Linked DNA regions of Mus musculus: regions 2, 3, 4, 5 and 6 are each linked to region 1. A link is a contact called in public Hi-C data. All regions are on one chromosome and are shown on one strand. The core of a region is the stretch at or near the end of the contact, and the rest is flanking DNA. Distances in the headings are between cores, read along the strand shown. Region 1 holds the start of Etnk1 (ethanolamine kinase 1). Region 2 holds the start of Wbp11 (WW domain binding protein 11). Region 3 holds the start of Arhgdib (Rho, GDP dissociation inhibitor (GDI) beta). Region 4 holds the start of Sinhcaf (SIN3-HDAC complex associated factor). Region 5 holds the start of Strap (serine/threonine kinase receptor associated protein). Region 6 holds the start of Ergic2 (ERGIC and golgi 2).

Evidence for each region. A called contact is a pair of places that touch in the nucleus more often than the background predicts.
Region 2: a contact with region 1 is called in a Hi-C map of B cells, with 6 read pairs. The contact joins the promoter of Wbp11 here to the promoter of Etnk1 in region 1.
Region 3: a contact with region 1 is called in a Hi-C map of the G1E-ER4 cell line, with 6 times the contacts expected there. The contact joins the promoter of Arhgdib here to the promoter of Etnk1 in region 1. A contact is called at or near these places in 1 of 39 promoter capture datasets (pre-B cells) and 2 of 484 Hi-C or Micro-C datasets (CD8 T cells and the G1E-ER4 cell line).
Region 4: a contact with region 1 is called in a Hi-C map of B cells, with 6 read pairs. The contact joins the promoter of Sinhcaf here to the promoter of Etnk1 in region 1. A contact is called at or near these places in 1 of 39 promoter capture datasets (pre-B cells) and 1 of 484 Hi-C or Micro-C datasets (B cells).
Region 5: a Hi-C map of CD8 T cells shows a contact between it and region 1, with 6 times the contacts expected there. The contact joins the promoter of Strap here to the promoter of Etnk1 in region 1. A contact is called at or near these places in 1 of 39 promoter capture datasets (pre-B cells) and 1 of 484 Hi-C or Micro-C datasets (CD8 T cells).
Region 6: a contact with region 1 is called in a Hi-C map of B cells, with 6 read pairs. The contact joins the promoter of Ergic2 here to the promoter of Etnk1 in region 1. A contact is called at or near these places in 1 of 39 promoter capture datasets (pre-B cells) and 1 of 484 Hi-C or Micro-C datasets (B cells).

The regions. Positions count from the first base shown.
Region 1 is chr6:143,165,282-143,169,674 of GRCm38.p6, reverse strand. Etnk1 (ethanolamine kinase 1) reads right to left here and starts at 2,445. Exons shown (of 8, transcript NM_029250.2): 1 at 2,039-2,445. The coding sequence starts at 2,194.
Region 2 is chr6:136,826,079-136,830,471 of GRCm38.p6, reverse strand. It overlaps Wbp11 (WW domain binding protein 11), which reads left to right and starts at 2,256. Exons shown (of 12, transcript NM_021714.4): 1 at 2,256-2,452; 2 at 4,363-4,393. BC049715 (cDNA sequence BC049715) reads right to left here and starts at 1,629. Exons shown (of 3, transcript NM_178776.3): 1 at 1,403-1,629. It overlaps Smco3 (single-pass membrane protein with coiled-coil domains 3), which reads left to right. Exons shown (of 2, transcript NM_001039558.2): 2 at 1-541.
Region 3 is chr6:136,939,477-136,943,869 of GRCm38.p6, reverse strand. Arhgdib (Rho, GDP dissociation inhibitor (GDI) beta) reads left to right here and starts at 2,114. Exons shown (of 6, transcript NM_007486.5): 1 at 2,114-2,219.
Region 4 is chr6:148,943,910-148,948,302 of GRCm38.p6, reverse strand. Sinhcaf (SIN3-HDAC complex associated factor) reads left to right here and starts at 1,833. Exons shown (of 6, transcript NM_019643.4): 1 at 1,833-2,011. 3010003L21Rik (RIKEN cDNA 3010003L21 gene) reads right to left here and starts at 3,446. Exons shown (of 2, transcript NR_144294.1): 1 at 1,883-3,446; 2 at 1,174-1,366. RefSeq lists a cis regulatory region at 1,649-1,655 and an enhancer at 1,636-1,670.
Region 5 is chr6:137,732,901-137,737,293 of GRCm38.p6, reverse strand. Strap (serine/threonine kinase receptor associated protein) reads right to left here and starts at 2,212. Exons shown (of 10, transcript NM_011499.3): 1 at 1,828-2,212; 2 at 829-964. The coding sequence starts at 1,939.
Region 6 is chr6:148,210,405-148,214,797 of GRCm38.p6, reverse strand. It overlaps Ergic2 (ERGIC and golgi 2), which reads left to right and starts at 2,424. Exons shown (of 14, transcript NM_026168.4): 1 at 2,424-2,828. 4732416N19Rik (RIKEN cDNA 4732416N19 gene) reads right to left here and starts at 2,510. Exons shown (of 2, transcript NR_015615.1): 1 at 2,368-2,510.

The sequences.
Region 1 (4,393 bases), core at 1,196-3,695:
TAACCATTAAGGAACACTAAACAAGCAGGCCACAGTGACAAAAGCCTTAAAGCCCAAGGCTCAAGAGGCCAGCCTGGTTTACAGAGCCAGCTCCAAACCGGATGGAGCTACAGTGAGACCTTGTCTCAAAAGAATACAAATAATGACAAAATTGGAATTACTAAACAAGGCCCCAAGGCACCACTGGTTTGCAGTGTCCTAGCATATGTAAGTCCCTCTAGGAGCTGGGGCAGAATAAAGAACCCTAGCCTTGACTTACTGATGGCTCCGCTTCTGATCCAAGAGTTCTGCTTGCACAAGGAGGGGATGAATTTCTAATTATTGATTTTAGAAGTGAGTAATATCTGTTAAATACACATAAGTTCAGATTATGAACCCAAAGGTTACAGTTCATAGTCACAGCATAGGTCAGGAATGGTGGCAAAAACCTGCAACCCCACCACAATGGGGTGCCAGTTGAGTGAGGGATCTAGCCACCTTGCCTGGAAAAAGAAAAATACATATAAGTCATGATTTACCCTCATCTCCTATATAACAGTCAGAATAGCTTTAAGTCCTTCTTTACCCTGGCTTTCCTTCACTAGATTTCACGTGAGGTAAAAGAGAGAGCACCTACCTAGGATTTCCTAGGCAACGATGACTTTAAAAAGAGCTCAACCCAATCCAGCAGACAGCACTTCACTCGACAGCTATTACCACTTTCTACACACAAATAAATGAAAGGAAATTCCAAGCTTCAAACTTGAAAAAGTCACTGCTAAAAAACAATATGGGTTGCCAGCACTGCAGTATACCAGGAAGCAGAACTGCCTTTAATTAGTAAGATATTTTCCAGAAATAGATTTTATTAAATTTTAAAACCCTCTCAAACAAGCAAGTGAATACACTATATTAACAGTCTAACATGAGGGCTACATACAGAGGTAGAGCACTGGCCTAGGATCCAGAGCTGCCTTTCCCAGCACTGCAAAAAATACACAAACAGATATGCTTCCATTTGAAAAGCACTTCCTTAAAGGAAATGCAATAATCTTCCAAGTTATACATAAAAATCATTTTGAATCAACTATTTCCTATATACTTGGCCAACAGGCACACCTTAAATGTCAAAGTCTTTTGTCTAACAAGTTTCTTCCCCAAAACATATGGGTCGGTCTCTTTCAGCTGCTCAGAACACTTCTAACAAGAATCGAAACTAAAACTCATAAAAGCCCCCAAGTGTCAGGAACTGCTCTGGGGCCTAGACACTACTCATGTTTTAATTATACTAAAAAAAAAATTTAGCAAAAAACTTAAATCAATAAATCCTGTATAAACCCCCAACAATGTATTGGAGTCATCAAAATGACAGACGTCTTGAATAATACAAATTACTGCTCAAATCTAAAACAATCCCAAACCGTTAAAATTTTACTAATTTGGCTTGTTTGCAAGGAAAAAGGAAATTCACCTTAGTAATCCTACAAGCTGTGCACTGAAAAAACTATAACCAATTACACCAGATAAATTGTGGGTATGGTGGATCATAACTTGCAAGTGCCTTTTTTTTTTCCTAATCCTAGCTTTTCGGGGGTAGGGGTATCCTTCTGAGAATTTTTGTCTTTAAAGCCACTGACTCACGAAAATATTCCCAGGCCACTGCTCACTCCAACCCTGAGCATTAATTCTTCTAAGACTTTACAAATTTAGAAACCTTCCAATTCAAGCCTTCCTATAACGCACGGCATAGCGTTCCCTAGCATCCTGGCGTGGGCAGCAGCAGGTCCCCGGTCATTCCGCTTTGGAAAGGAGTTGTTCTCCCGCGGCTCGGAGATGGGGATGTGGGAAGATCTCGGGCTGGATAAGGCAGGGATGGGAGGGAAGCGCAGGGGAGGGAGGGCAGCGGAGAGGACCGCGGGAGGCGGATGGGCTGCGGGGTCTGGGAGGAGAGGCATGACGAGGGCCGCGGCAGCCATCCCCGGGAGCCTCTTCAGGGGCCGGGCAGACGTCGCTGACGCGGCGGCTTCGGGAAGGAAACCCGGTGCCCGTCCGGCCTCACCTGCAGGGTCACCTCCCGGGGGTCCCAGTGCGGCCGCAGGTGCCGCAGCAGGCTCAGGGCGCCGTCGCGGCAGCGCTGCTCCTCCTGGTCCTGCACCGTCACGTCGAGCTTCGGCACCTCGGGCGAGCCGGGCGGGACGTGGATGTAATTGGCCATGGCCCAGGCGACGGCGGACACGACCACGACGACCACGGCGACGGCGACCACGAGCGCGGCGGGCGCCGGCAGGCTGCTGGACCCTTCCGTCCCGGGGCGCCCTCGGCGGAGGGCTGCGGCCGCTCGGACGCACGGGCGGGCGGCGGGGGCAACCGGGCGGCCGGACGGGGTGCGCAGTGCAGAGACGCGGAGGCACGGCCGCTCTCGGGAAGATGCCTCAGTGCGCTAGACCGCGGGCGGCCGCGAAGCATGCCGGGACTGGCCTGACGCTAGCGTCACGCCGGGGGCGGAGCCTCGGCTGCGTCAGGCGGCTGGCGGGGTGGCGAACCCCGCGGCACAATGGGCGGGCCTCGGGGCTCTTGGGGATCGGGGTCTCGGGGAGCGCGCACCGCCAGGCACTCCGCTACTGTGGGGTTGGCTGGGCTCCTGCACCCGAAGGAGTCCGAGCGCGGCCGAGCCCAGCCGGAGCGCTTACGAGCCTTGCCGAACACTGCCGAGCCCTGCCGGAGCACTGTCGAGCTTTGCCGAGCCCTACCGGGGCTCTAACGAGCCTTGCCCGAGCGCTACCGGAGCCCTACCGAATTCTGCCGAGCTCTGCCGGAGCGCTGTCGAGCTCTGCCGAGCCCTTTCGAACTCTACCGATGAGCTGTGGAGTGCTACCCAGCCCTGTCAGGAGTCAAGGAAGCGTCACCTTTCTAGATCACTAGGGTCGTGGGCTCTGCTTACTTAGGGCTGACGTTCTTACGGGACGCAGAAGGCACGTCCTGAAATAACCCTAAATTTAAGCTGTGAGCTTAGCCTGGCCTCAACCGGCCAAGCTGGATTAATTTGCTCGCCTTGTTCCTGAAGCTGTGTGCACAGAACTACATGCTTGCTTGGTTCAGCAACCCAGTTCCCTTTGACGGTACATAGAAATCACAGTATTTGGGGCAAACTTTACGTAAAGTGAGAGTAAACCGGTGACAGTGGTGTGATGACCTATACCTGTCCTAGTTCTCAGGTGCCTAAGGCAGGATTGCCACGAGTTCCAAACCAGCCGGGCTACATAGTGAGTTCCAGGTTTGCCCGGGATATACTTAGTCATCAGCCGACCGATAATAGACGACTGAAACACTCATTTTAAGGGTCAGATAGTTGACGTTGCTGAGAATTATTCAAAGCCGGTTATATAAGGTAGAGACTCGGAGGGAATTGGAAGGAAAGAAAATTAGATCTGTCATGCTAAATCATAGCGCGTCCTGGGACTCGCACGGCTACATGAAACCTCCTGTATCAGAAAGGCTCTGCTCTTTGCTTGTTAGAGAAATACTGGCAACCGGATCATCTACAAGTTTTTGGTCCGCCCTTGTGCTTTCCTTTTATGACGGAGACAATGGAGGTGACTTTCACCTTGACTTCTGGCCTCCCCGGGGCTGAGTACAAGTGAATAACTTGTGAATGATCAAATGTTGTATTACCCATTAGCACACATTTATGTTCTCATTGTTCTGAATGAGGCTACATACCTTTGTAAGTCACAAATAAGTCTGAGATAATGATAAACTTCCTACACTAAAAAGTGGGAAATCCACTCCTGCATTTTTGCAACATTGTAAATTTATTGACCATTTTCCAGACTTGAGTATGTGTTTTTAAAAACCACTATGTAGCCCAGCAGTGGTGGTGAACGCCTTTAATCCCAGCACTTGGGAGGCAGAGGCAGGCATTTCTGAGTTCGAGGCCAGCCTGGTCTACAAAGTGAGTTCCAGGACAGCCAGGGCTACACAGAGAAACCCTGTCTTGAAAAACTCAAAAAAAAAAAAAAAAAAAAAAAAAAAAAACCACTATAGAATGCCCTACTTTCAGTACCCTGAGCGCACCCACACACATACACGCACACACACACACACACACACACACACACACACGGTAAGGGGAGTATTACAGGACACACTAGATTATGTATTCTATCTAATGAGACTAAAATAACAGAACACACTAATACTTCTACGTTTTGAGTAGTATCTCCTTATTAAATCGTTACATTTTTAAGAATTATATGGAATATAACTAAACAACTAACACCAAATTCAATTTAAATTAAAAATAAAATTTTAAGAAAGCATGCAAAAGGTCAGGCACAGGGTAACCCTGGCACTCGGGAGGCACCACAGATGATCATAAGGAACTCAGGAAATACGAGAGCCTGTTTCTAAACAG
Region 2 (4,393 bases), core at 1,007-3,506, 6.3 Mb after region 1:
AACAAAACAAGGCATAAAATGCAGTGATCCCTGCATAAAATATGTTAGAGTGAAGAAAAAGGCTCACTCCCTGTTAAGAATTTGTTGATTAAAGGAAAGTAATTAATTTCTATTTTTCAGGGGGATAATTTTATTTTCAGTACCACCAAAAAGAGGCAGCTCCCTCTGCCCCATAAAGCATTTGCAGACCTATGTTAATTGCCTCCTGAACTCAGGAAAAGGAGAGGCCATGGAGGCCTATTGATGGAACTTAGTTTCTCTAGATACAGCATTTGTTTTCTAAACCTTTATCTAACCATTCTCACTAAGCCGTTTTTAGGGTCTACTTCAAAAACCATTGTATGTAACAATGTTGAGATAGTCCTGGTTATAGTCGTTTGGTTTTTAACGCAAAGACAAAAATAAATCATTGGTATAAAGTATCCAGTATATCTCAGGAAAATTTTACAAGCAGATGAAGAATTTTAACTAGCCACATAACTTTTCCAAATGTATTAATTTCTATGTTATCACTGGTTTTATAAATTAGTTTCAAAATATCACAATTTGTGTCACTTTCTAAATTTATTACCTGGTTTTTATTTTATGAACTAATAGGTCTTGCTATTACTGACACTCAAAGAGTAATCAAAACAAGAATTAATGACATTCCCAGGCATCAAGGCTTCTAACTGTAATTCAATCCATCTAAACAATGAGACAGAGGGATAGGGAGATGGTGGCCAGCCCAGATTATTTATTGAATACTTATTTTTTTTCCCACTAAGTCAAAGGTAGTTTTAGTATGGTACTGATGTTACATTGTTAGGGAACACATTTGTTTTAATATAAATTGTAAATGTTCTATTGGTTATTAATTCATTGTAACATTAGTGCCTATCTACAACATCCTAAAAATTAATATACACCTCAATCAGTTCTTTCAAAGTACTTGATGTCAAAAATTCCCTTAGGACCTTTTCTGTTAAGGATGCTGAAACTAAGTTGAAAAATAACCAAGTGTGAGGGTGTTTTTGGTTTTTTGATTTGTGTTTTTTTGTTTTTGGTTTTTTGTTGTTTTGTTTTGCTTTTTGGTTTTTTTTCGAGACAGACCAAGTTCACACTTTATGAAGATTTCGTTTTAAATGCTTACCTTTAAGGGGAAAGGATGGGGAGGAGTCTTAAGGAATGGGGATGTAGAAGGGAAATATAATAGCTATTTCTGGTTATCAGCTATATCTAGAACAAACCACAATCCAGAATTGGAAGGTTCACCTGTGATCCAGATCTTGAGGCTGGGAAATACAAGTTTCTGACCTTGATCTTGGCATGGAAATCTTGAGGCATAGTGGCTATGTATCCCCAGGAGAGTAAGGTAAGATCTCTGAGTACAAGGCCCAGATCCAGGCGTGGCGGTACACACCTTTAATCTGAACCACACCTTCTTCTGGAGATCTATAAGACATTGGAAGATGGAAGTTTTTCTCTTCCTCCTCTGCTTGCATTTACTTGCCAGCCCATCAGTTGGAATCTACTAGCCTGGTGGGACTGAGCAACTCCTAGATCCTTGGACTTCCCATTCACAGCTGACCATTGTTGGGGAGGTGGACTACAGACCGTAAGTCATCATAACAAAGTCCCTTTCTATATAGAGACTATCCACAAGTTCTGTGACTCTAGAGAACCCTCAAAGGAAGACTTCAGATAAATCTAGAGTGTGCAATGACATCATAAAGGAGTTTGGGTTGATGCAAAGTTCATTTGAAGTGTTATGTAATAACTTCTCCTCTGGAAAATCGACAAATGTACCGTTTCTCTTTTAAAATATACATTTTCGTGTAGATTTATGAGTCTCCCCTAGGAACTATTTGTTCAGTTCATCACATGCTGTAGGTTTAGAGGGCTGATGTTTGCTGAGCACCTTAGACTCGGTGCCCAGTGTTATTACCTAACTTGTTTTCTATGGAAGCATTCCTGAAAAACAGCATCCATTTACACACGACAACTAACACAGATCCAATGGCCGACACAGAAGCGTACGCATACCGCTACCTAGTGTGTCCCCAGAGAGAAGCAGTTGCGGAAATGCGTCAGAATTCTGAGAACAATTGGCCAATCAAATAGCAGCTTCCTTACTTTTTATTTCTATTGGGTTATATTAGTGTCAATCTACAATACTCTGGAATGAGGCGGGTCTCTTGGCCTATAGTTATCCAATCGGATAGTGAATGAGAGCGGAAGTACCTCTGGCTCTGAAGTTGTTGTATTCGCTCTATGGGCCCAGTGCCTGGCAACGCGGTGAGATCGCGGCCAGCGGGAACAGGAAGTGACGTGAGCTGGCGGAGGGGCGCGAGGTTTCAAGATGGCGGTTCCCGGGTGGTTGACCGAGGGGCAGAGGTGAAGGCCCCTTCGCAGAGAGTCCTCCGGGACCGCCCGCTAGCTGCTCTCGCCGTCCCGGGAGCCTCGCAGTCGTGTGAGTGCGTGGGGACTCGGTGCTCCGTTTTCCGCGACCCTCCCCGGGGCCTGCGAAGCCTTCTCTGAAACACCAGGCCCAGAGGCCGCGCTCTTCCTCCGCTGGGCCCGGGGTGGCGGGAGCCTCGGGTTTCAGGGCTCGGGGCCGGCCTGGCACTGCGTCCGACGGGTTCTCGGGCGGGATCTCCCGCCGGGTCAGACCCACCGCCCGAGTGCGGCGACCGGTGGCGGCGGGCTGACGTCTAGCCGCTCGAGTCGCTATCAACCGTCGCTATGGTTTCGGCAGTTGCTGTGAGGCCTCCTGGAGTGGACCCGGACCGGACCGGACCGGTCGGGTTGCGTTTGTGCTGCCTGGGTTCCCATGGTCTTTTGACCTTGTCTCTGCCAACGTTTGCAGGCAGAGGCACTATGGTCTTGTAAAAATTCTCCTTGACTCGTAGCTGATTGGTTTTTAGGTGTGTGTGATGGGATGGCGTCAAAACGAGAGCCCGAGGCTGGTTTAAGAAGGGAAACACTAAAGAAAAGATCAAAAATAGAATTTGTTGTATCCGTGCCTTTTTGTAGTTCCCTATAGTCAGTACCCTTCTCTTCCCTTCTTCCCAAACTCCTGCCCCTTCTGCTTTCTGATAGAGAAACATCTGTAATGACATAATCGACACCGATCAGTTCTGAAATATCTGGGAAGCAGCAGGGAGCCGGCCAGCTGAACGCTTGATGAAAAAAAGCATTAACTAAAACAACTTACAGAGTCCCACCTAAGGAGCCAAGGGAATTAGAGTCTCAAATTTACCTCGGGATCTTCCCTTTCCTAATGTAGAAAGAAAGTAGATTTGTTTAATGCTTAAAGGGGGAGCCACAGGAGATGTAGCCTGTAGGAAAGTGTCGCACACTTTGAACAGGAAATATTTGTTCCTTTTTTTACTATGGGCAAGGCTAATTTTTGGAAGTTTCATTCATTTGGAATGGAAGAGAAAGAAGTGATAATAATGAAAGCCTGGCCTTAAAATATTTCCCTACCGTGACTACCACTTTTAATTCCCTCAAAATACATAAATCAGGAGTCATATGTGCTAGTAAGAATATACTTTAATGTTAAGTTTGAGGAGTTCTAATACTTCATTTTTTATTTCTTTTGTTTGAGAGTCATAAATCATTTGATTTGGTATTAAATCAAGATAAATATGTTTGAATGGATTGCATTTTGCCATCTGGCGTGTGGAATGAGCAGTCTAAGGAGAAAGTAAAGAGCATGTATTTGTCTTTAACCCAGATTCATTATCTCCACTCCTGTTTCATATCCCCTTATACAGGTCGGAAAGATGTCCTCAGGGTTTGCATTGCATTGTTAGAATATTTCTCAATTGGTTTTGGTTTGTTTTGAGATCGTCTCATATGGCTCAGTCTATATTCCAAACAATAGCATTATAAGTGCAAAGTTCTTGTTGATTTCTTTATTCAGTTAACAGCACTATATAATCCATAGGAAAGGGTTAAACTTTTGAGTAGTTAATGATATTCTCACTGTGTTGACTAGTACAGATACTAGCCTTTTCTTTGTGGTCAAGAAAGGTAAAGAAAGCCGGGCGTGGTGGCGCACGCCTTTAATCCCAGCACTTGGGAGGCAGAGGCAGGCGGATTTCTGAGTTCGAGGCCAGCCTGGTCTACAGAGTGAGTTCCAGGACAGCCAGGGCTAGCTATACAGAGAAACCCTGTCTCGAAAAAAAAAAAAAAAAAAAAAAAAAAGAAAGGTAAAGAAATAATTTCTTGGATGCTTCATTCAAAATTAAAGAGCACGGTCTTACAAGTAGAGAACCAAAGGGATATTTCTTTACAGAAATTGATGCAAATTCGTAAAAGGAAGTCTTTTTACACATACAGCAAAACTGAGTTCTTTATATCTTTTCTTTCCAGTTTTTTTTTTTTTTAATGAAGAAGTAAATCA
Region 3 (4,393 bases), core at 865-3,364, 6.2 Mb after region 1:
ACAGAAGCTGTGGCCCAGATTAAAGGTGTGTGCCACCATGCCTGGATCTGGAACTTGCTTTGTCCCAGGCTGGTCTTGAACTCAGAGATCTGTTTGCCTCAGTCTCCTGGGATTAAAGGCATGTACTACCTTGCCTGGGCCTCTATGCCTCAAGAGCTCCATGTCAAGATCCAGGTCAGAAAGAGGTACAGAGGCCTTGGAGGGTGTGGCTTACTGTCTGGATTCTCATGGCTTGCTCAGCCTGCTTTCTTATAGAACCCAGAACCACCAACCCAGGGGTGGCCCCACCCACAATGGGCTGGGCCCTTCTTATCAAGTAGAGGTATTTTTCTCAAGTGAGGTTCCTTCCTCTCAGCTGACTATAGCTTGTGTTAAGTTGACATAAAATTGTCCAGCACACAGCCCACAATGCTCCCTCATTTCCTTCTTATATGTTCCCTAGGTCAGAAGCCCATGTCTGACCATATGACTGCCAGTCTCAGGATCACTCCAGTTCTCCTTACTCTAAGGGCATAATGTAGTCTCTCAATTAATTTTATTAAATTCTATTGTCTATTAATATGACTCAGACAGCCCCCAAATAATCAAGGCAAAGTCCTATGAGTTTATTTAATCAGCTTAGCACAATTATTGGGTGGGTGGGTGGGGTCACATCTAATCTATTTTTCTATACACTGGACTATCTACTTTCCAAACTGTGATTCCACAAGTAGTTGATGTTTGAGTCTTCCCCCATCGCCCCCCACACACATCCCAGGTTATTTCTGCTCCATCAGTCTATCCTGGTGGGCGGGGCATTTCACGGCCACATACTCCTGGTTCATCATGTCTAATGGAGACCTCCTGTTTTCTTTCTTTCCTTTCTCCTTCCTCGTCCTCTCTTCTTCCTCTCCTTCTCTCTTTTTTCCCATGGTCCCTACCTGCGACCCTCATCCTGGTAACTGAAAACCCACTTGCCTCTATTCTACCTGGTAATTGGCTGTAACCACTTTTATCTAGCCAATAGTTTTCAATTGGGGAATGAGATTTACATAGCATCACTTGGTCTACTGAAGATGTTGGGGGACAACCAGATCTTGGTGGCCAGTACTTAGCATTTGAATACATCTCAGCACCAGACACAACTCACAGCGACGTTCAAAATAACTGAAGAGCATGCAGCCTATTTGGATGAAGAGAGGAAAAGTGCCATTTTCCCCAAGTGCCTTGGTTGAGGTAGCAGTCACTACGCATATTAATACAAATACTGATTATTGAAATGTTAGTATAAACGAGCATGCCTTGTTGACCGCAGCTTAGGAGCAAGTTAGAGAAAGCATCGAAACGCAGACACCGCAGCCCTGTCTCCAACGGGACTGCACACAGTGTTGGCAGCTTGTTCTCATTTAAATTTATTCACAAGCCACTCCTCAAATAGCTGCAAAGTCAATTTTAGCATCCATGTGATTGTCACAGATTTCTGCGTTAGATGAGGAATTAATGAAGCTGCATTTACAATCTACATTCCTAGATATAACCAACAGTGTTTGTTCTTGCTTTTGTTTTTACTTTTGTTTATTTCGTTTGAAGGCTTGTGGTGCAATAATACACAGCAACATCTTCAAATGAGGACCAATAAATAAAGCTCAAAAAAAAAACCCTCTGTCTGAAGACAAATTATTTAAATTGAGCACCCAGTATATACATTTAACATTCATAATTTCTACTCCTCATTTCCTACCAGCAAGTTGTCTTACTATAAATAAATGAATTATAAATAAAAGAAAGCTGACAGGAGCCTTAGAGGAGCAGAAGTTTGTAGTACACAATAAAGCCTATTACTTCTGTTTAGGGGCCCTATGTCTCTCCCCGAGATTATGGCTTTTAGACACGCACACCCAGTCATTGAAAGCACACACAGCTACAGGGACCCTCCCCCAGCATGCACACTCATGCATCTATGTCACATGGGCTGGTTTGCTCCACATGTGTCATTAATTGTCAAGAATGCTGCTCAGACGGCTGATCGGAAGATAGGCAGAGCAGGATATCGAGACAGCCCAGGGTTTCCTTGTCAAGTAGGTTTAAAACATTTTTTCCTCTTCTCTCTCTCTCTCTCTCTCTCTCTCTCTCTCTCTCTCTCTCTCTCTCTCAACTTCCTTCCTGTTCTGCCAGTCCTCAGTCAGAGTTGAGAGACAGAGGTAACCTCCAGAGACACAGGGCCGACTGGAGCCTGGAATGTAAGTTGAATGCCTGAGGTGGGGAGGCTGCAGGTGGGCGCAGAGTCCTGTAGGAAATCTCAGAACCACCCTACTGCCCTTGCCAGAGGAGCTGTTGCTGTTCTTAGGAAGGGCGGTTCTTTAAACCGAACTTCATGATAAGAAAGTGCTAAAGAGATTGCTGGAGCAGAAAAGGGGAAGTCAGCCCTGAGAAGGGGAGACAAGCTGAAGGAGGTAGGAGAGAGTACCCTGCTACCAGAATGTTCTAGAGAAGGGCTCTGGGGATACCTGGAATGGGGGCGGAGTGGGGGGCAGCACTGGGTGGTTTCCTTGCTAGGCAGGAGCTGGAATTTGGCTGCGCTCAGGAAAAGGAAAACCCTACCTCTGATACTGACTGTGCTGTGGATGGCGGCTTGTGCTGGGGTGGAGATGTGTGGTTTCCTGTTTTTGAGCACACTTTAAAGAGACTGTTTGAAAGGAGAGAAAATATGGTGCAGAGCTGTCAAATGCTAAGCCCTTAGCAAAAACCAGGGGAATTAAATTCCTGCAGTGGGCTGGGCAGGAAGATATTCACTGTGACTGCCAAAAAACAAAGCAGCCCTCCACATCAAGGGGAACTGATGCAGACCCAGAAGATGTGGAGAAAACTGTGGGAGAGGCACTAGGAGAGTCTGCGTGGGCCCAGCTATAAACGTGGTCGGTGGGCCTTCCAGCTGTCGTGGTCTGAACTTTGGCCTTGCTAGAAGGGCTCTAGGCATCACTTGGTATGCTCTCCTCTCTTTCTCAGGTTTTCCAGTCAGCAAGTGCTAAATGCCCCATTTTGGGTAACTGTAGCATGGGTCTGAGAAGCTCTGAGTAGTTTTTCACTAGGCGGTGAGGGAGTCAGACTCTTACAGGAAGGCCCCCAAACCACCCCTTCACAAAGACACTAAGAGCCTTCTGAAGTCAGGCTTAGCACACTGGGTTCCCCACATGAGAACTCAAGAAGAGATCAGCGGTGACCTGCTGGCTGGGAATTTGTCACCAACAGGTGCCATTTCTCTCTGTGGCATTTCTAAGAGTGTACCCCTGCCCGTTTCAAACACAGTGCAAGTTTACTGACAAAATGAGCTTATTCTTTTGTGAGTCCTTCAGGTTTCTGATAGAACATGATCAACTCTCCTTCCACGTGGCCCACACTCTGCCAGTGAGAAACAACCATGACTAGCCGGCCTAAACCTCATGGGCATCTTCTTGCCCTCGGAATTTGGTCCTTCACCATTTTGGAGAGTGTGGGTCTGTCCCAGGGAGACAGGCTTTGCTCAGCCGCGCACAGTTTGGTTTCCACTGGAAGCTCAGAACAGCAGAGTTACTCTGAGGGGAATTTACGGGAATATGATCCGTGACAAACTTGAGCTAACAGGAAGGGAGAAGAAGCCCTGTGGGGTGAAAACTAAGCAGAGAGAAAAGACAGCCAGGGTTGGCTCAGAGCCCTCTGGTGTGCCAAGCCTGGTATTGAGAAACTCACGATTTTCATACTGAGAGAATGGAGAAGAATATTAAGGAAGTGTTCAGCAGTTCATATAGTGGTACAGTAAAAGAGTTGATAGCCTTAGACATTGTCTGTGGAAGAAGATTTCTCTAATCCCACATGTGGAATGTCTTTGTTTGCACAGCAGCCTCGCTGCTGAGATGGACTACATTGGTGGATGGTGGGTTGAGTCCCAGGTAGAGTTTTGCAGGCCTCGGGTCTTGATTGCTCCTGAAAAATCACTGGTACTTTCATCCATACAATAAGATCTTACCAGGTTGCCCTTTATTGATAATATTCTGGTTTCCTCAACCCAAGCTGACTAAAACTCCACAGGGGATTCCTCGGGGGTCTAATAATCTAAGTTCGAGTGTCCATGAAATTGTCTTTGACGTCTCACATTAATTTAGAACCTTGGTGACTGTGTCTAGTTTTTTGCCTAGTCATGGCTTCCAGAGTGCAGCTGTCTTTTAAGATTATTTAAAGTGGTATTTGTGAAAGAGGAACGTCACGCAGTGTGTGTGTGTGTGGGGGGGGGGGGAACATAGTGATTCGTACTCTTATCTCTTTCTGCACCGAAAAACAGAGCTGGAAGAGCGCGCTTGGAATGCATAGGCAGGAAAGAAGAGTCTGTGGTCCTCAGTGGGAGTGGTGAGGCCCGACTTTAATTCCAGCATTTGAAAGG
Region 4 (4,393 bases), core at 584-3,083, 5.8 Mb before region 1:
GTAGCTGTCTTCAGACCCTCCAGAAGAGGGAGTCAGATCTCATTAGGGATGGTTGTGAGCCACCATGTGGTTGCTGGGATTTGAACTTCGGACCTTCGGAAGAGCAGTCGGGTGCTCTTACCCACTGAGCCATCTCACCAGCCCGGAAAAAAAATTCTTAAAGCTGTAAAATTTTATTACCTAAGGACAAAGATGTCAATTAAAGTTCACTATAAGCCCCCAAACTCCTTTTAGGTCAAATGCAAAAACTGTAAGGTATTTTAACTTGCAATAAACCAATAGGAAAATTTAAAAATTCAAGTATATTTTATAAGCAGTTACTAAGAATCCATCATGTGGTGAGCATTGTTTTAGGTGCCTGAATACAAACATAAGGGAAAAATCTTTGCCTTTAAGAGTTGTATTTTAGTGACAGTTGTCAGGTTTATTTATTTTACTCCTTTACAGGAAGAGTGTTACAGAACTTTAAAAAAAAAAAACGTTGAGGTCTTCACAAGTAGGTTTAAACTGTGTTTTAGGAATTGGCTATTGAATTAAAGTAGCATTTCAGAAATATTTGTTTGAATCTGCATACAGCAAAAGCAGTGAATCTTGTCTTTTTTTTTTTTGTTTGTTTTTATAGTTGGTTTCCATACTTTGCAGCAAAGGACCAGTATCAAGTTTTGGTGAAAAAACATTCTCTTTCCTACCTATCCTCCCAGGATCACTGAACCAGGTGTTATGGGTCGCTGGGCTTAAGGAGTATCACAATTATATTTTCATTTCTTACTTTTTCATCTGAAAAGTTACTTAAGCGTCTTCCTCCTTTTTCCTCCCTCCTCATTGTCTGGAACCTCCCTATTCTTTGTTTTCTCTAGATTACTCCCTTTCTTCTACAATCACCTCCCTTTTAGGTTTTCTTTAGAAACATTTTGATGTTCGATTATCGTATATTCCACAAGGAATAGTGTGTATTTTGCTTCCACTTTCTCCCCTCACAAGTGGTTTTTCTGGGCAGAGGAGCTCTTCACGGCTGGAGGATTTGTGTGTTTTCAGAAAGTGGCACCATTCCCACGGTAATTACCACCATGAAATTCGCAGAGGCTTGAAAACTTCAGTTCAAGTGAGCAAAGCAAAACCACTCAGTTATGGGTTGGGTCATGTTTGAGAGGGACAAGACGGAATTACTGAATGGACCATTTCAAAATGCGACTTTATTAAACAATTTATCATCAAAGCCCCAAAGAACGAAAACTCTGTTGGAGAATTGAAATTTTAATTTGTGTGTGCATGTGGTGCGCGGGGCGAATTTGCAGAAGTTGGTTATTGCCTTCAGGTGATCAGACTTGAAAGTACCAGTTGAGCAGTCTCACAAGCCAGGCAGGCCCTGAAAGACAAAATGTAAAGCTCACCTTCAAACAGAGTTTAGGAAAGGCAGGAACAAGTACAAACTGAGTGGTTCCACGACAACTTTCTCTGCCACCTCAAGCCAGAAACTGGGCATAGGTGCGCGAATGCTGCAAAAGCAGCTTCCAGAACTTTCCAAGCTCAGTAGCTTCCTAAGGGGTGCCATTCGGTGAGGACAACGCTCACCTTTACACCTTTCGCGTCCTGCCACGCCCCCGCGTCGCCTCCTTTTCCCCCGGGGGCTGGGGAGGGCGTTTGTTTACGTGACGTTGCGGAGTAGGCAGGACCCGCCCCCGTCCCCGCGGGCCGCCGCGTTTCCCGCGCCTCGCCGCTTCTCCCCTTAAAAGGACAATAGAGGCCGCGGGAACGCGCGCGGACGCCCTGCCCTCTCCCCGCCCAGCCCGCGGCGCGCACGCGCCCGTATGCAAATCAGCTCGATTCAAGAGAATTTGGTCCCGGGAGCCGCGCCTGCGCAGAGGGAAAGCGGAATCTATACCTCCGTTCGCGGTAGCAACTGAAGAACTGCTGGAGACAATCTTTCTGGACTCGGCGCTGGCGGAGGGAGTGCTTGCAGGAGGTTGGCCTGGTGCAGTTTGCACCGTGGGGACGCTGCTGCGCGTGGAAGGTGAGTGATTCTAGTCCGGACATCGGTGCAAAACTGTCTCCGAGGTTTTGTTTTCTGTGATTTTTTTTTTTTCTTTCCTCCCTTTACCTCCCCCGCCTCCTCCGTCCTTCCCATACACAAACACACAGGAAGTTTTGTCTTGGAGATGGCATTGCGGGGAGCGCTGCCCTCGTGCTCTCCGGACTCCAGATTCTTTTGTACAGAGGCGTTGGAGATGCGCTTCTTAATTGAGGAGGATATTTGAGGTAAACCGAAAGTCAGGGTGTGGGGAAAGTGAGTGCAGCGTGGAAACGAACGAGCTGCGGCGGACTTGCATCCACGCTGAAAGTGACAATGACTTTTCTAGGTCGTAGTGTTTCCTGCAGACCCGGAGAGCAGGGTCGGGGTCGCAGATCCCGTGTGGGCTCTGCTCTGGCCAGGGGCTTGGGCTCCGCGTGCACCCGCGTGTTGCGCTACCCCGGCGCTCGCGACGGTGTTTGCACGCGGGTGAACAACAAAGCCGGAGCTCGGAAACTAACTTGCCAGTTCCTGGAGCCGGCGGCCACACAGGCTGAAGGCAGCTGGTGAGGGCCAGCGCCGGGATGGCGCGACGCACGCGGCGTGGCGTTGTTGGAGAAGTCCGCAGGGACGCGGCTGCGACAATGAGCGCGCAGCACGCGGTCTTTGCACTCGGCCGGTGCCGAGTGGTCTCTGCAGCCCAAAGTTCGCTGTCCGTCTGGTCACCTGTAGCGTGGGTGCGGGCGACACGGGAGGGGTGGCCGTGGCCCGCGGCACCAAACAGTGCGGATGAAGGCGGCGGCGCGGTCCGCTGCTTGAGGCACCCAACTCTTTTTTTTTTTTTTTTTTTCCCTTTTTGTTGTGTGTGCTTCACCTGACAAGCCACGTGCTTAGGGCCGCGACCGTGCTACATCTCAGTGTCCAGCTCGGAGTGAGCCGCGGGCTGCGGTCGCCGTCGGGGCTGTCGGGAGCAGGACAATGTGATTTCCTGGTGATGGCGTCTTGCCAGTTTCCAAAGCACAGCGAAAGTCGCCAACTCGCAGCATATGCACGGCGGCGGGGACCTCTGGGCGTTTCTCATCCGGGACTCCGCAAAAGTTTGGCCCCAGGGACCAGTGGCTCAGGATACCCGAGCTCGCGTGGGTCCCCGGGCGCGGGTCCGGGTCGCCCCGACGTCGCCGATGCCGCCGGACAACAAAGGGCCGCGTGTGCCCGAGCGGCGCGGGCCGGGCGGGGCGCGGGGCGGCTTTTGTCCCTTAGGTCCTCTCGGAAACTTCAGCGGCGGCTCAGCGAGGCTGTGTCCGTGGGGGCGCCTCGGCCTGCGGGTCACCCATGCGGAGCGACGGAGCGCTGCTCGGCGGGACGCACGCGTGGCCGGGGCTCCGAGGCACGGGAGGCCGCGTCTGGGAGGTCCGTGCATCCGCCTTTGAAGTGGAACTGTTGCCATGTTTGAATTACGTCAGGCCGAGCGTGCGGAGCGGCCCGGGAGCAGAGGCGCGGCCTTCGGGCGGCGCCGGCGGGGCGCGGGCCGTTGTTCCAGCGCAGGTGAGGGCGGCGGATGGCGCGTGGTGCCCGGGGACCCCGGAGCGCTGGGCTCCCTCCAGGAGTGGAGCTCCGCGCCCTACCCAGGACCTCCGACTACACGCGGGGAAGTTTCGGGGCGCCGGCTCTTGCCCCTCTTGGAAGTGGAGACTGAGGAACTGGGGGTGCGTGCAGCCTTTGTGTGTTTACACGTGGGGCGACCGGCGAGGCGCAGGGCAGGTTGGGTTGGGCGGCTTTTAAGACGGAGCAGTTCTGGTAACCAGCACCCCAGTCCGCCTCTTGTTATTTTTCTTCTCACCTTTCCTTATTGCAGGTGAAGAATGACTACGAGCCAGACGTGCACCGTGTCCCCCCTCCCCCTCCATGTTAGGAGTTCGTTTCAAGTAGGCTCTTGGTCTTCTCTTAATGCTTTCTAAAGAAGGATCCGGCAACTTTTTTAGTGAGAGGTGGACGTAAAACTTGTTTCTAGCAGTGTCCGGAAAACATCTGCTTTTGAACTGAAGTTTGTCAGACTTGAAAATCATTTTAATGGTTTTTGTGCTGCAAAACTGAACGCGAAAGTCTGGGGTTCGTTTTTTGAGTCCCCGCAAAGCATAAATGCATTTAAAGTATTCTGAGGATGTTTTGTGTTTTGACCTTAAAGTATGCAGGACTCAGATAAATCTTAGATAACCTTGAGAACTGCTGCATCTGGGGAGTAGGGCCTTTCCGAGATAAAGGATGCTGGGAGAAGTTGCCAGTGTAGGGAGCCCTTGCTAGTTTCACAATTCCTGGGAACTGGGACTGACCTTCTACTTACCCTCTTACACTTTTTTCAAGCTAACTTTTTGGTATGTGGCTCCA
Region 5 (4,393 bases), core at 963-3,462, 5.4 Mb after region 1:
ATTATGGCAATGGTTTAGTCCATCTCAGACTGTATCAAAAGACAAAGTGAACTGAGATGAGACGATGTATCCATTACTACAGTGACTGAAGACTCTGTATGTGTGTGTGTGTGTGTGTGTGTGTGTGTGTGTGTGTGTGTGTGTTCCAAAACTCAAGCCTGGCCAGTGTGATCCAGACCACCCTCCTGCCTGCTAAAGACAGTCTCTTGGCTGCCTTCTGATCATTTTGGCTCTTCCAGCACCAATTCTGCCTGCATGCTGCCATGCTTCCCACTATGATGATAATGACCTGAACTCTGAAACTGGAAGCCAGCCCCAGCTAAATCTCTAAGAGTTACCTTTACCTTGGTCATGTTGTACCTTCACAATAATAAAACCCAACTAAGAAAATGAGGATCTAATGAAAATTAAGAATCTTTCAGACAGCCATCTTTAAAACCATAGAAAACAGAAAGTAAATTTGAGGTCCGGTTTTAGATTATCTAGAGCCAGTAATAAAGCTGAGTGAAAAGGTGCCTGGAGACATCACTGTATAGCACTCACTAAGTGTTCAAGACTATCTGTGAAGGACATCAGCAGCACCCATTGTCCAAGCTGTATAGCTCACCACGTTCCTGGTCTCGATGAGAGAGACATCAGTCCTTGAAACATCTCAAGTCACAAGGATGCTCAGAGAGCCAGGACAGAATCGTGGTGAGATCAAACACCATGTACTGTCTATAGCATCCTCGGAGTCAGAACCTCATGTCTAACTGTGAAGTTGGAGAATCTGGCCATGTCACCACAAAATTCAAACAGAATGAAGTTAGCCATTTTTGTTACACTTACGCTGTGAAGTCTGCAGCTGCTGTCGCAGCTTTGGTGGCATCCTTATTCAATGTTGCACCCCAAACAGCACCTTTATGACCCAAAAATGTTCCAATCCAGTCTCCTGTATCTCCCTGGCGGAGCATGGGCTTGCCATCTAGAAAATATTTTCAGACATCTGTGATTTAGAAGCATGCAACGTAATACCAAATCCTGAGCAGCAAACTACTGGAAAACCGTTGTTCTGACTGCTCCCCCCTACTCCCATTAAGCCGTGGGGGCGTGGGGGAGGGTGTCCCCATCCTGGTCTGTGCATATGGTCTCAGTGACCTAGGGACTAAGGAGTTGTAGCCACTCTTCCTGGGAAGCATAAGCAATTTTGGGACCGAATGAGAGGCCTCCCTCATCACCTTTGCAAACTCGGATTACAAAGCAACTATAAAGACCTGGGAAACGCTCTTCCACAAGACCTGATTCCGATTCCCAGCGCCCACACGGAGGCTGACAACAGCCTCTAACTCCGGCTCTGGACAATCTGATGCCTTCCTCTTGGGGCACCCCTTCACACAGGTACAAGCATGCATAGAGACAACACAGGCACACATAAATAAAAACTTCTGAAAAACCGTGGGCTGGATGCCAGTGACATGCGGTGTCAAAACGATCTAGATAGCCGCTTTTTACTTTGGACCACATAAACCTAACGTACACTTTCGTCGGGGAAAAAAAAAAATGAGGCTCACACCACAAAGGATGAAACAATGAGTGAGAGGACATAAAGGGCACTCCTCTCGGCCTGGCCTAATTTCTTCTTCCCGTAAATCCTTGGCAAACACAATGTAGTTGTGTGGGTAGAAAGGCGAGGTGTTGGGGAGCACTAACAACGGTGGGGAGGAGGGACGCATAAAGCCCGGCCAGGGGCGACCCTCTAGTCCCAGCAGCGCGATGGCTGTCGCTGGCAGCCACGACCCACCCACCCGTCGGCACTCGGGAGCCGCGGCCGTCGCGGGCTCAGCTCACCTTTGCAAGCGCTGATCAGAAAGTAGCCGTAAGGCGTGATGCCGCTGAAGGCCAAATCCACCACGGGCCGCGTGTGGCCCGAGCAAGTGAGCGGCGTCTGCCTCATGGCCATGGCGGCGGCGAGCGCGGTGACGCGGAGCGGGGACCGAGGGTCGCGGTCGTCCTCCTTCTCTGCCGCGGCGCCTCAGGCTGCTTGAGGCCCCCGCACTCACGCCGAAGGAGGCCGGCTCCAGAGTCCCCGCGACTCGCGGCCGCCAAGGGAGGGACAGGGAGGGAGGGAGGAGGGGAGGGGAGCGCCGGAGAGCCGGCCTGCCGCCACTCACGGTCCCTACCGGTAGCGGCAGGACGTGACGTCGCCCGACGCGTCGCGTCAGCCGGAAGTGACGACTGGCGGGAAGGCGGTAGTTCCCAGCAGCAGCGCGAGAAGCAGTGTGCGCAGGCGCGAGCTCGGAGACCGAACCCATGCTGCTCTGACGACGTCAAGCGCGCGGCGTCCCGTTGCTACCCAGTGTTGGGAGCCGCCGAGTCCGTCCCTTGTAGGATGCTGTTGTAGAGTTGTAACCTTCTCATTGCTAAGCTACAGACACACTTTTCCATAATCATCTCACATCTAACTGCCTACCCAGTAGCAACCATTCTGTCGCTCTCCTTCCCACCCCCCTCCCGGCATACACCGTCACAACTCACAAACAGTAATGACTTCCCTAATAGAGTGGTTATGCTAACAACATTTATATCCTGGTGACAGATAAGTGACTGGCGTTTAGTGGATGGCCAGCAAATGCTTATTTGCAAGTGGGAAATATTCACTTAGTGCTCAGCAAGGATCCGTGACAACCTAACTGATAAGGGCTCTTTCAGTGGCTCTAGCAACTATCACTGCGGCTGGGGAGGGAGAGACCCCAGTCTACTGGGCTAAAGTTCTTGCCATGTAAGCATGAAGTGTGATACCCAGTACCGACAAAAAAAAAAAAAAAGCTATACATGGTGTGATACATGCTTGGAATGCAGCACTGAAAAGATACCAATCCCTGCCAGCCAGCATAGCAATCAGTGAGTTCCAAGTATGAGTGAAAAACATCTCAAAAACAAAAGAGTGTAGATGCATCTGGACCAGTGAGCCATTCTTCACTGAGAGGCTCCTGAGAGGAGGGACCGAACGGATCAGAAATAAAGAAGACAGGAAAGTTGGGGTCAGGAGGTTTTCCCTAAAACTATGTCTTATGCTAAGCTAATTTATTAAGATGTACAGCATCTTATATACTGTTTGTATGGGGAAAATGGAACAGAAAAACCTATCATACAGTGGGACGAAGTCATCAGAAAGCTAACCAAGCAGTGTTGCACAAAAGGAACACAGAATACTTCATGTGTGCCACAGACCAAGCACACACTGGCCTGGGACTGACTACTCCAGTCTCTTTAGGAGGAAAAGTCACGTTCTCACAGACTGAAATCTTAACTCTGGGGGGCCTGGTTCCAGACTTTGCTATGTCTGACCCTGGTCAAAGGCATAGAGTTGGTATCCCCTTTCCCCTTTCTGAAAGCCTCTTGTATCAGCCTGGAACCTAACAGTGAATGGCTCCTGGGGCTCCTAAGACTGACTTCTGCCTACCACACATGCACACACTACTTTTAAAGTGCATATCAAGCATATGTTGGCATTATAATAGACACTGTAGAAGTGACACAAATCCTCTCTACATGAAGAGATCTATGGGTGGCAAAAATGCTCTGTAGATCACTGTGAAAGAAATTCCACAAATAGGCTATCTGAAAATAAATGAAGGTGGATGCCTACTTCATGATAGATAAACTATTCACACACCATGATTATTAATTTGGGATCTTATTATGCTCATTGTTAATCATACCTTTGGGATTTGGTCATCTGTTAGGGCTTCTTTAAAGCCCTATTTTATTCTGCTTTTATTTTTTTTTCTTGATATATAGTCATTGTTCACGGTTACGGAATAGAGTAGTATTTTGATGATTGCAGATCAAATCAAGGTGCTAAGCATAGCCATTACCTCTAAGGCTGTGACTCTAGTGTCTCCTGGGGGGTTTGTTGTAACGGAAGGTTCTGTCTGCAGGTGAGAGTACAGGGAAGCAGGAGAAATGAAAAGGCCTAATAAGTCTTTGAAATAGAGCAGGGAAATGTAAGCTCTCTCTCTCTCTCTCTCTCTCTCTCTCTCTCTCTCTCACACACACACACACACACACACACACACACACACATCTTATATGGCAGTATAAGCTCCTCCACACGTTTTTACTGTGATTGCTAAAGTTAAAAAAAAAAGATGAAGCCTGTGTGTGCATGCTCACAGCATGGCACGGTACTTCCTACTCGTGGATAGCAGAAATGCCTCTTTGTGACCTGTGACATTGAGCTTATGTCAAACCACAGGAATATCTTCCCCAGGCCCTGGTCATATGAGGCTACCTCATCCAAATAGTGATTATGCCACCATAGGCATCCCAGGCTACCCACACTCAAAGGTACAGGCAGACTGTACAGAGCATCTGTGCTTGGGGCTGGACTCTTAAGGGCTATTTTAGAATT
Region 6 (4,393 bases), core at 1,175-3,674, 5.0 Mb before region 1:
TGAGCTGCTGAGATCATTGTTTAAAGGAAATTTGATGAGTTTAAGGAAAATACAGAAAGATTTCAATATCTTATCAGAGAATCTCAAAAAGCTGAAAGGAACTAAACAATTCCCAAGATTAAAAATAAAGTTGGGAACTACTGAAATATCATGGACCTACATATTCATATAAATAAGAAAACTCAGATTTTCAAGCTCCAAGTAGGTACATGGAAAAAATGGCAGAAGCCCATAAATGACAATGTTGAAAACGTGTTCAGAGCAAAGTGTGGTGGCTCACACCTGTGGGGTCACATTTATGCTCCTTCATCTCAGGTCCTTCCACATGTTTGCTATATAGCAAGATATCCTTTCACCTGTGTCTGCTTCAGGAAAACATCCTTTCATCTATGTCTGCTTTAGCAAGACATCCTTTCACCTGAGTGCCCCAGCAAAACATCATTTGACATAACTAACTTTCCAAAGAAACTATAAGTTTCTACTTCACACACCTGTAATCCCTTGGGAAGCTGAGGCAGAAGATCTGCCCAAGTTCATGATCAGCCTGGGATATAGGTAAAGTCTGTCTGGGCAAATAAAAACTAGTTAATACAAAATATGAATAGAGAATTAGTAGTCACCTCTAGCTGAAGCCTGTGATAAAGAGGCTCTATGTACAGCTGAGAAGCTGGGCAACAGTTTCAGGACAAACAACACTGAGATTGGCAGCTAGGGAGAAGAAACAAACACAGAAGACTGTGATCCAATCAAATTTGAGGCTGGTGGTGATGTTCATATATAAAGAAGAATAGATTTGGGTTAGGAATAAGACATGCCGGGCGGTGGTGGCACACGCCTTTAATCCTAGCACTTGGGAGGCAGAGGCAGGCGGATTTCTGAGTTCGAGGCCAGCCTGGTCTACAGAGTGAGTTTCAGGACAGACAGGGGTACACAGAGAAACCCTGTCTCGAAAAAACAAAACAAACAACAAAAAAAGAATAAGACACAAAAGCCACTTGAGGTACATGTGAACCTTAGAGAGTAATATTAGTTTCTCTTTTGTTATTAACTAGCTAAAGCTTGTCCCCAATCTACGGAGAATTAAAAGGATGTCATAAAAATATAGTTTGAGCATTTTAACCCTACTCCTAAACCTCTCTTCAATAAATGAAACATAATGGGATGGAGTCTCTAAAAAGCAGACTGTTTCCCATATATTATGCCACCAATAATATGAAAATTAACCTATAAAGTCAGGCAGGTCTTCCTGGCAATGTAGTTCAGTGGTACAGCTTCACTTGTATCAGGCTCCAAATCTGATGCCAAGCACCAGACAAAACAACAAAACGAAGCAAAGAAAGAGAAGCATTAAAGAAAACCAGAGAAGCTAAATGATTGATTCATTGGTTAAGAAGTTTCACTCTTCGGGAAAAATTAACTTTTATGCTTGTTAGCTTTTAAAATTGTTTTTCTAAAAATAGCAGGGTCAAATTATTTAGTTTTGCTATGTTGTGAAACCCAACTCTCAGGGGGATCGTTATTACTCTAAAGGAAACGTGCCCTGGAGACAAAGGATCAGGTGTAACTAAATGAACAACAGTCCTGCCTTTATCCAAGCTACAGCCTATACACTGTAGACCTGGGTATGGAGACGACAGGGAGGAGCTGCCGATAGATTACAAGTGAGGTAAGTTTGCATTTTAGACATGTATCAACACATTATTATGCCCATTTGACAGATGAGGGGATAGAGATACAAAGAAATGCAATATGCTCAAAGTCACGATATTAACAAGTTAGATTGGATATTTAATTTAGGTAATCTTGGCTTGAGGCTGTGTTTATTATCCACGAACCTTAAGTCAAATAGGAATTTATGATTAATTGGAGTAGTCTTGAAAGTCTGGAGATTAAATTGCCACCAGAGTGCATGCATTTGTCCTTGGTTTGAAGGATGAGGGTCTCTTTTCAGTAAAGGAGTATACACACAGTCAATCTGTAGTCAAGATCTCCCAGCCTGTTTCTCTTTGACAGCTCTTAACTACTCTTTACCTCCCTCTTAAAACTCAAACCCTTACCTACTAACCAAGTAAATAGTGGTATTTCTTGGCAATAGTATTGTGAAGATTAGAGAAAACAGTGCTTTCTGTGTAGACATTCGTCATAAGTACGCTTTCCTTAAAACTGTTTTTAAACCACAACGCGTGCCTGTAAAATTTGGTAGCAAATGGGTAGGACGGGAGCTTGAGTGGGTTCCTCTCCAGCATTTCGGAGCCAACTTTTTTTCCAAAGCCCCTCTATTCCGTCCTGTGCTGTGAAGGGCCATGAGCACACACTGTCGGGCTTTCTTGCGTAGCTTACTTTTAGGGAATCCTTAAGCACACTGACCGAATAATCGAAACCGTTCTCCACGCCCGACAAGGGAGGTTTAGGTGTTGTAGACCGGAATAAATGAAGACGCAAAGCCGGAGGCCTCTCAACCACCTGAGCTGCAGTGTGGCCGGCGCCTTAAGGTGGCTGGTGATCACTTCCGGTCTGTAGTGCGGAGCGCCGTTCCAGTCGGTTTGTCTCGGGGTCAGGCGGAAGGTAACTTCCCCTTCCTGGAAAGGGACCGGCCTCCTATTTTCACTTAGTTTCCACGTAGCCACGCCCCTTTCAGGTTGACCGCGCCGCTTGATTAGATCACATACCGTCAACGCGGAAAGTATCGCGAGTTCTCCATTTGCGCTCCCTTCGGACATGGTCAGCCGTGAGAGTTGCTCTTGTTCTCGCGAGATCTTCGTGTGCGCCGGGCTCGGGCGACCCGGGCTTCTGTGAAACATGGCGGTCGGCTGGGACCGTACCACTAGGTAAGACGCTAAAACCCTGCCGGGGCCGTTTCCTTCGGCGGTTACGGGCGGACGGGGACCTGGGCGCGGCTGAGGGGGCTCCCAGGCCTGGCACTGGCCTGTACTCGTCGCGGCTCTGCGGAGCAGCTGGCCGCGGAGCCGCTCCGCTGCCCGGGGGCGTTCCTGCCGAGTGCCGCCGGCGTCCGCGCCCGCGGCCAGGGAGCTTCGGTGATCGGCCGCGCCCTTCGTTGTCTCGTCCAGGCTGTCGTGGACAGCAGCGACCCTGCCAGCACCGTGGTCACTCTCGCCGTAAATTAAAAGCCGGGCCTAGAGAGGGGCCGGGGCGGGCGCAGACGCCGAGGCAGGTGGTGTGTGTGTGTCCCGTTTGTCAGCTGTTGACCCATCCAGGGGATGACGGCTCAGCTCCTGATACGGGACCGCCGTGGGTATCGTAGACGAGATCTCGGAGATCTACGGGCAAACGTGTCATTAACTTTAGGCGTGCAATTCGGTGCCCTAGGCTATAGGCAAGTAACAGCTGTTTCGGTGTTTCGAGATAGGCTTTCGTTCGGAAGCAATTAAAGATAGTTAAATTAGGCATTCTTCATTGGTTTGAAGTTGTAATTCCGAATTTCACTTCTCCAACCTCCAGTGTACGTCCGTACCTAAAGAAACGAGTGTGCTGCTGCCTTGCGGAAGGTCTCTTTGCCTACCTTTCTTATTAGTTAACCTTAAGTTACTATTCCAGCTTGTAGAGGAAGATCCTGAGAAATAGAAATTCCATGCTTTTGTAGTGAGGGTCCTGGGAAGCAGCTTTCTTTCAGATAGTAAACTTGACTGCTTTGCTGAGTATTACACCTGATTTCACTTCGGAGGTACACATTAAAGAAACATGGCAAGTTAGAGGACTTCTGAAAGGAAGTCACTGTAGTCTAGAACATGAACAACAAAGATTTACAAAACAGCATTTATTTTCACCAGGGTTTGCCATTTAAATAATTCATTTTTAAACAGAAGTTGGTTTTAGACTGTGTGTGCTACAAATTCTTTTTAATAGTTTTCCTAGATTTTAATTTGGTGTTTTAATGACAGCTTGTCTTTTGACTTTTGTGCCCTAGTTTCCTCACCAATAAAATGAGAATCTTATAGTAATACTTACCTCAAAAAGCCAGAGAAGTGCTTCAGTAGAGACTGAAGAAGATTTGTTTTTTTCGAGACAGGGTTTCTCTGTATAGCCCTGGCTGTCCTGGAACGTACTTTGTAGACCAGGCTGGCCTCAAACTCAGAAATCCGCCTGCCTCTGCCTCCCAAGTGCTGGGATTGAAGACATGCGCCACCACTGCCCAACTAACACCCCACTTCTATTTTGATTAATAACTGGCAGCCCATATGTCCTACCCTTTTAGATAATAATCTGGAAGGAATTCTGAGAAGTTGAAGACCCTCAGATTTGTCATAACAGCTAGTAAGAAGTCCCCAGCAAGAGAGTTTGCTGATTGGTTTGTGTTTTTCCGGTCACAAAGCTTGTACAGTATATTACTTGCTGTCCCAGGAACTTTTTTTTTTTTAAATCATTAAGAAAGTTA